2 separate regions of the Rattus norvegicus genome follow, and region 1 is linked to region 2. The links are chromatin contacts, called in public Hi-C maps. All regions are on one chromosome and are shown on one strand. Each heading gives the region's core, a stretch centred on a gene start, on an enhancer-like site or on the middle of the called end of the contact. The rest is flanking DNA. Distances are from core to core; before and after follow the strand shown.

What was found. A called contact is a pair of places that touch in the nucleus more often than the background predicts.
Region 1: a Hi-C map of liver shows a contact between it and region 2, with 2.3 times the contacts expected there. The contact joins two enhancer-like sites.

Annotation. Positions count from the first base shown.
Region 1 is chr18:27,892,135-27,896,172 of GRCr8, reverse strand. It overlaps Nrg2 (neuregulin 2), which reads left to right. Exons shown (of 10, transcript NM_001136151.2): 10 at 1,478-4,038. The coding sequence ends at 2,240. Among named protein-coding and RNA genes, the nearest start is that of Psd2, 55 kb to the right of the region's middle. Within about 2 kb of position 1,867, at least 78 of the 93 cell types and tissues checked have an H3K27ac peak or open chromatin away from gene starts, as enhancers often do. A contact at or near this core is called in liver, where this site is marked.
Region 2 is chr18:27,687,746-27,691,750 of GRCr8, reverse strand. No RefSeq gene overlaps it. Among named protein-coding and RNA genes, the nearest start is that of Cxxc5, 40 kb to the left of the region's middle. Within about 2 kb of position 2,565, at least 57 of the 93 cell types and tissues checked have an H3K27ac peak or open chromatin away from gene starts, as enhancers often do. A contact at or near this core is called in liver, where this site is marked.

The DNA.
Region 1 (4,038 bases), core at 618-3,117, 210 kb before region 2:
CTCTGCCTCACTCATACCTGTCTCTGTTGTCATCGGCACTAGATGGTGGGAAGAAATAGACAGGGAGATGGGGAAGGGATGCTTTCTAGGAGAAATACCTGAGCATGCTTACGAGAAACAGGATGGACTATGGGAGCAGTGGAGCTCAGCAGGCAGGCTGGGGACACAGAGATGGACCAAGAGGCCTTGCCTTCTGCTCACTTGGGAGGAAGAGCCTGGGTAGATAAATAGGAAGGCCTTCCTTAGCAGAGCTGTTTTGGTTGGTTGGCTGGCTGGTTGGTTGGTTAGTTGGTTGGTTGGTTGGTTGGTTGGTTGGTTGGTTGGTTGGTCTGGGGTGAAGGTAGGGGTATTTTGTTTTGTTTGCCCTGAGAATTTCCTAGAGTGAAAGTCAGACTCCAAGGTGGTGGCATGACCAGAGAATCTGTCTTCAGGAGACAGGGAGTGAGTAGGACTTAGTAGTTAACCTGATCTGCATGTGAGAAAGTGAAGTGGGGAGGGGGGAGTCAATGGACTCAGTAAGAAAAAAAAAGACTCTAAGCCAGTTCCAGAGAGCAGTCAAGCACCTGGCAGTGAAGTCTGAAAGAAAAGCATGTAGGAGAGTGATCCAGGTGCTCAAGTGGACAAGAGCGGAGGCTGATGGCTCATGGAGGTTGGGGGGAGGGGGACAAAAAGGATCATCAGAAGATATATTAGCAAAAGCAAATTTTTCAAGGAAGTAAGAGGAGTGGAGACAGTTGTTATCTTGGTATCTTTCAGCCCTGGCTTAAGATGCCTACATGGTGTCACTTCCCTGTGGCGGCCTTTGGCTACAATACAAAAAGGCATGTTTCCCTCACTCAAGCCAAGCCGGGGAATAAACTGTCCTTGCAAAAGCAGTGAGCTCAAATCCAGGAAGTCTCTGAACGGTGGCTAGTGTCCTGGAATAAGCATACTGGTTTCTGCCTAATCTGGACTCAAATCACAGGGACAGTCACCCAGGATTCACACTGGGAGGTATTAGCAAGAAACAGGCCTTCAAGGACCTAGGGATCATCGGCTCTAAGTAGAGACACCTAGTGGTGTCTAGGTGAAACAGGGAGAAAAGAGTTAGTTGATTCAGAAAGAATGGAACAGACCACATTTTGGTCATTTTGTCCTTGGCACTTAAAGTCTGAGTCCCTTTTTTCCTATAAGTTGTATAGCCTTCACCCTCAGGTGCTACAGAATAGATGAGACCACACCCCAAGCTGAGCGTGCCCCGGAGACATCCCTACTGTACTCCCCTAGTACATTTCTGAAATCCTCCAGCATCATATTGGAGTAAACACTCTAGTCATCTATGCTTAACAGACAGGAACAGGCTGGGAGGATCATGGAAACTAAACATGGTCAGAGTCACAGCCCCTCACTCTCATGGACAGAATCCTTTCTGGTTAGAATCTCTGGTGAACTGGCACTGCACCCTAATTCCCGACCCACGCCTCTGTCTCTCCCGCAGGTACGTGTCAGCCCTGACCACGCCCGCGCGCCTTTCGCCCGTGGACTTCCACTACTCGCTGGCCACCCAGGTGCCGACTTTCGAGATCACGTCGCCCAACTCTGCCCACGCCGTGTCGCTGCCACCCGCAGCGCCCATCAGCTACCGCCTAGCGGAGCAGCAGCCGCTCCTGCGGCACCCAGCGCCGCCCGGCCCGGGGCCAGGGCCCGGAGCGGACATGCAGCGCAGCTACGACAGCTACTACTACCCGGCGGCGGGGCCCGGGCCGCGGCGCGGCGCCTGCGCGCTGGGAGGCAGTTTGGGCAGCCTGCCCGCCAGCCCCTTCCGCATCCCGGAGGACGACGAGTACGAGACCACGCAGGAGTGCGCGCCCCCGCCACCGCCGCGGCCGCGCACGCGCGGCGCGTCCCGCAGGACGTCGGCGGGGCCGCGGCGCTGGCGGCGCTCCCGCCTCAACGGGTTGGCTGCGCAGCGCGCACGCGCAGCGCGGGACTCGCTGTCGTTGAGCAGCGGTTCGGGCTGCGGCTCGGCGTCGGCCTCGGACGACGATGCGGACGACGCGGACGGGGCGCTGGCGGCCGAGAGCACGCCTTTCCTCGGCCTGCGAGCGGCGCACGACGCGCTGCGCTCGGACTCGCCGCCGCTCTGCCCGGCGGCGGACAGCAGGACTTACTACTCCCTGGACAGCCACAGCACGCGCGCCAGCAGCAGACACAGCCGGGGGCCGCCCACGAGGGCAAAGCAGGACTCCGGGCCCCTCTAAGGCCTCCCGCCTCGCCCGCCTCACGTCTCCGAGGAGAGCGGAGACCACCGACTGGAGAGGGAAAAAGGAGCGAACAAAGAAATAAAAATATTTTTATTTTCTATAAAAGGAAAAAAGTATAACAAAATGTTTTATTTTCATTTTAGCAAAAAAAATTGTCTTATAATACTAGCTAACGGCAAAGACGTTTTTATAGGGAAACTATTTATATGTAACATCCTGATTTACAGCTTCGGAAAAAAAAAAGAAACAACAAAAAAAAAAAAGAGAGATGGGCCAATTTTTTTGACTCTTTAATAGAAACCTATATTGTGGTGCCTTTTGCTGTACGCTAATCTGGGGCTCCTGGAGAGCCGTCTGGGGTGCAGTGTGGGGATGGGCGCTTATAGGATCCCAAACTGGTGGGGGTGAGAAAAGGCAGGTAAAGAAGAGACTGTGAGGTTCTAATGGTTCTGAGGGTAATGAACAATGAGGAAGAAGATGAAGATAAGACGAAATTTTATCTTCCCCAGTCCAGATCTGGAGTCCTGAACAGAGAGGGCAGGGATCCTAGCCTTCGAGCTGGAATTGAGATGGGGTTATTTCCAGGAGGAGACACAGGCCTCCCGTTACAGCAACTAGAATGGGGAAGGTCCTCCCCAGCCCTCACAGCTGCTAAGGGAAAGAGGACAGAGAAGGCTGTCTCCCCACCAGCCCCCCCGCCTAGGGAGGGGGCAGCTCTACCAGGGGCCCAACCTTCATGGCTCCTCCTCCCCTGCGGCCTCCAGGATGTCCTCTGTCCTCTGCAGCACCTTCGTTTACAGGTCGTCTTTTCTATTTTACGCCTGCATGTCCTTCGCATTTCAGATTCTTTAGATTGAATGCATGGTCACGCTGGGACCCGGAAGAGCCACTCCAACAGTGTATTCGATTCCCCTTTTAGCAATAAAGTAACACCATATCCTCACAGCCCAGCTCCCAACCCACCTATGACTTTCATCTTCCAGTCCTGCCCTCCCCAGCCAGCCCTCACAACTGGATCCAATGCTAATTTGTCAAGAAAAAAAAAAAAAAAAAAAGAAAGGCAGTTGTCTAAAAAGCCAACAAAAATCCCGAACAGAAACAAATGGGAGCCCTGACATGTCCGAGCACCTGACTGTTGACACTTGAACATTTTTATATTATAAATAAAATCAGAAATAACTCCTGTTTGACTGTGTGTACCTAGCCCCAGGTGAGGAGGGAAGATAGAAGGAGGGCCTAGGATGAGGCATGTGGGTACTGGAAGAAAAATTGGATAGGGCCAAGGTAGTCCCCGAGCGGAAGTGACCCTCTCTCCAGTCCCTCTGGCCCCAGCTCCCAGGACCTGCTCCAAGTCTTCCTTCCAAATCATTTATAAGGTGTCCCCCTGGGTGCTAAGGAACCCAGCCAAGGGACTGACGCAAATCGTTCTGCTTTAAACTCAGCCTCAGAACTCTAGCCCAGTTCCTGCCCTGCAGCGGGAAGCTGGACTGAGGCAACAGTTTTCTGCCCAGGTGGGTGAAGAGGAAAGGGTTGTGGGGTTGGCACTGGGGCAGCGGAGGCAAAGATGACCCTTGGGGCTTCAGGCATGTCACAGGCAGAGTCTGGACATGTAAGACAACATAATGGGCACCCTCATTGCCAGAAGGACCAGAACAGCTGCTGCTCCTGAGCCCACAGGATATTGCTCCTTCCCTAACTGTGTACCCCCCTCAGAGCCAGGGCCTGTCTAAACATGCTGCTTTGATGGTCTGATCTCAGGCATGGAGGAGGCAGATAGAGTCCAGGGTAAAGAGTC
Region 2 (4,005 bases), core at 1,316-3,815:
GAGTCCAGCAGGTAAGCAGGCAGGTTCTGGAGCAATAGCTGAGAGCTTGTATCTTCACCCGTAAGCAGAAAGCACAACTATTTTTATTTTTAATTCTGTGTCTGTGTGGTTGGTCTTGGATTTCCCATTGGGGTTCCACATGGTTGGTTATGAGCCATCTGACCTGAGGGTTAGGAACTGTGGTGCCTACAGAAGTCAGGAGACATCAGCTCCCCTTACGCTGGAGTTACAAATGGCTGTGAGCCACCATTTGAGTGCAAGGAATCAAACCCAGGTCAAGCAAGTGTTCTGAACAACTGAGCCATCTCTTCATCCTAAATTGCCTTAATCTCGAGTCATCGCTAATCTCTATAGCCTCGTCCGCTTAGGCAGTCTGATCCCTCCCCAGAGGCACCTGCTGACCCGTGTCCTGATAGTTCCCCCTCAGAAGAAGAGCTCACTTCCCTAGGAATAAGGTCTGTCAGAGAACTGTTATTCTGGGCACTGTCTCTTCTGGGGCCTGAATGCAGGCTAGGAATGATTCAGGAAAGAAATGGGTGAGGTGAATTAGGGACTTCCGGGAGTAAGACAGTGCTAAGCTGTCCCCTTTCTGCCTGCCTGTGCAAGAGGTGACTCCAGAGGGCATCCCCAGTTCAGTTCTCTACTTTAAAGGCTGTGGGTTGGCACTGTTTGATCTACTCTGCCTTCTTCCCTTCTGCCTTCTGAAACAGCTCAGTGTTCAGGTGGCCCAGCTGTCAGCTGTCTGGCCCACTGGACCTGTGTTCACAATCTCTTACATCCCCAGCAATCGAAAGCTGAGTTCTGCCAGCACCACCCCTAGCCAACAATGACCTTGGGGGAAGCAGCCAGGACACCATGGGAAGGAGGCTGATCATTAGTGCTGGTGTTCCCATGCTGAACTGGCTGCACAGGTCACTAAAGCACCTCAAGAGGCCTCATGACCCTATCTGTTCCTGTGCCTCTATGACAGTAGCTTCAGCAATGCAGCGAGGTATCTAACCCTAAGGATAAACAAGGACGCCAGAAACCCTGCCACCTCAGGTAGATTGTTTCAAGCTAGTAGTGGGAGGTAATTCTGGACCTGAGAAGGCTGGAAGCAGGGATGTTTGGGGCCATCAAACTTTCACTATTGCAGATCTCTGGCATCCCCTTGGTAGTCTATCACCTCCAGGTGTTTGGTGTTGAGGCGCTTGCCCTTAGAGACTTTTCAGTTATTGTTTTGAGGCAGGATCTAGTCCCATTCTAGCCCTGGCTGATTTAAAATTGACTATGTAGACAAGGCTGGCTCTCAAACTCATGGTGTGATGCTTCTGCTTCTTCCTTCCAGGTTTTGGGACTATGGGTGAATGCTCCCCTAACTAGCCCCACTACTCTTTTGTCTACAATGTTGCTCCTGGCATCTACTTATTAGAGACCACTGATAATGGACCTAAATCCTAAAATGTCAGTAGTGTTGAGGCGTGATGAGGTGTGAGAAAGCCTGGAAGGAGGCAAGGGTATTTTCCAGCCCTACCACCACATGCATAGGGGCCACCAGTTCATCATTTCAGCAGTATAGGTAGAGGAAGCTGCCACTCCAGCTTCAAAGCCCCCTTGTGGCCACAGGGATGTGAACTGGCTGCCTGCTTACCTACCCACACACCAACCTCCAGTGCCCAGAAAGAGATTCTTCCATCCCAATGCCACGCAAACCCTATACTGCTTCACCCAAAGATGATTCTGGGCCTAAGGAAAAGGTTGGGTGAGGGTGGAAGGTGGACATACAACTGCCCTGCCCTGCCAAGCCCATCTCTTCCTGCCAGCCAGTTACCGGAGTCTGTGGCTGGCAGGAAGCTCTAAACAGGAAGCTCTAAACATGTACACGTACGTACACACACACACACACACACACACACACACCATCCCTTCTATTTAGGAGGTGGCCATGGTGGCTGAGCTCTTGTCTCCGGTTTCCTAGGGAGCTGTGGAGAAACAGCCCAGCCTCCGTGGGTCCATCTGTCAGGGAGGCTGTTCCGCCCCATCGATTGCTGTTCCCAAGGGGCTGTGTTGCTCGAGGGACCCAATGTGGCCGCCAGATAGGAGGGAACCACAAGAAGAGGCAAGGAGGGGGGCGGCTTGGCAGTAGGAAGAGCCAAGAGGGGCTGACACTGCAGAGAGAAGGGACAAGCATGAGAAATGTAGACAGTCAGGGGCAGTGCCGCAGCAGGCTGGCTGCAATGATCTCTGACGCCAGCTGGCACCCTTAGGACTCAGTTTTGCCTTTGGACACACCAAGTTCCCACTTGTAAAGACAACAACAGCTAACATTTATTGAGCAGCAACAATGTGCCTAGCATTGGGACCAGGCTTTACACATCCCTGCTTTCACTTGAGTGCCCGTGCAATGTAGGTGTGCTTTATTCTCGAGCGAGAGGTGAGAAGGAATCAGAGAGGCTGCGGCTGTCAGTCACACACACACAGGAACTGGAGCCTTCTCTGAGCGAGTCAGCTGGGCTCAGTGGTTGCGCCCAGATCCAGACCGACAGAGCCAGGTCGAAGGGGGAGGAGGTAGTCTTGCCTGGCCAGAAGCCCTGCCCGCCCTCCCAGGGAGCCGCCTCCTCCCCTGGGCTGCGTGACATCTGCCCCGCTTCCCGGCCCCAGACAGCTGCCCAAAGCCACGTCAGCACTTCCACCAGGGAGTCTGGAAACTGGCTCCGGCCCCTGAGAAGGAAGAAGGAGGAGGGCTGCGGTCTCTCCCCCCCCCCCAATACCACCCTCTCCCCCACTAAGGATGGCTTTTCAGAGGGGTGACCCCACTCAGCTGAGCAGGAATGGGGGTATATGACCTCAGTCTTTTGCAAGACCCAGTTTCCCCTGCTTAGGTGGGTATGTAGTGGGGGCCCTTTGGCATGGATACTAGTACATCCAGAGTGGATACAACATATATTCCCACGCAGCCCAGACACAGTTCCAGGGACACCCGGACAGCCTGCAACTCTCAAGACCTACTTGGGGCGTATGGTCATCTGGTGGAGATCCCAGAGGTGGGAAAGCAGAGTATGGAGATGGATGGATGGCCCAGCTCTGCAACTGGCCGGCTGGGGCCAGAGATAACCAGCGCCTCCCGGAAAATCATTAGCATCTGTTCGGGCCAGCAAAGTTGGCCTGCTGGCGCCTCTGCCTACCGGAACCAGCGGCTTGCAGCCCAGTCCCGTCGGTGCACAAGCCCATCTGGATTTAACTCAGGTGAGGACAACATGTATTTGTCCACTCACCTTGGGAGACAGGTATTCCAGCCAGCAAGCAGGGAACCGGGCTTGTGTTGTTAGGGGTGGGGGCTTCCTTTGCGAAGTAGGAGGTTCACTCCGCACTCTGAGTAATCCAGCCCGGTTCTTGGAGATGCCCGTGCTGGCGGCAGCCCAGGGAGTGTGTGGAAATGACACCGCCAGGGCGGCGGAGATCCCCCCCTCCTGACATTGGCTGGAAAGTGGAGCAGCTCGTCAGGGACAATCAATGGCGATCGATCGCTGCGCGGCGCAGGCGGCCAGCGCGCACACGGGGGGGGGGGGGGAGGGCGGGGGGGGCAGCCCGGCCAGCAGGGATAGGGGCATCCGTGAGTGAGGTCAAAAAACACAGACTGCAAAAGGGCATAGTTGGGTCGCATGGATATATAACTGTACAGAAAGGCACTACAAAGAAGGCAGACTCACCATACTAGTCTCTGACCCAAGTCACAACAGGGTTAAACGTTTGGTTTGCATGGACACAGGATGGAATCAGTCACATGTAAACTGCACCTTGATATAGCATATCATACTACCACACAAACAGATGCACCACACACAAGGTCCGCAGCACCACAACAAATGCCCTAACCCTATATTCACCCACGACTTGCCAGGATATAAAATTACACTGACTTACACTGACTGATAAAAAAACGGGAGAGTTAGTAAGTCTGGCTGCACAACAAGGCAAAAAGTCAGATAGCCATATTGTATGTCACACAGCCTCAAAGAATATGGT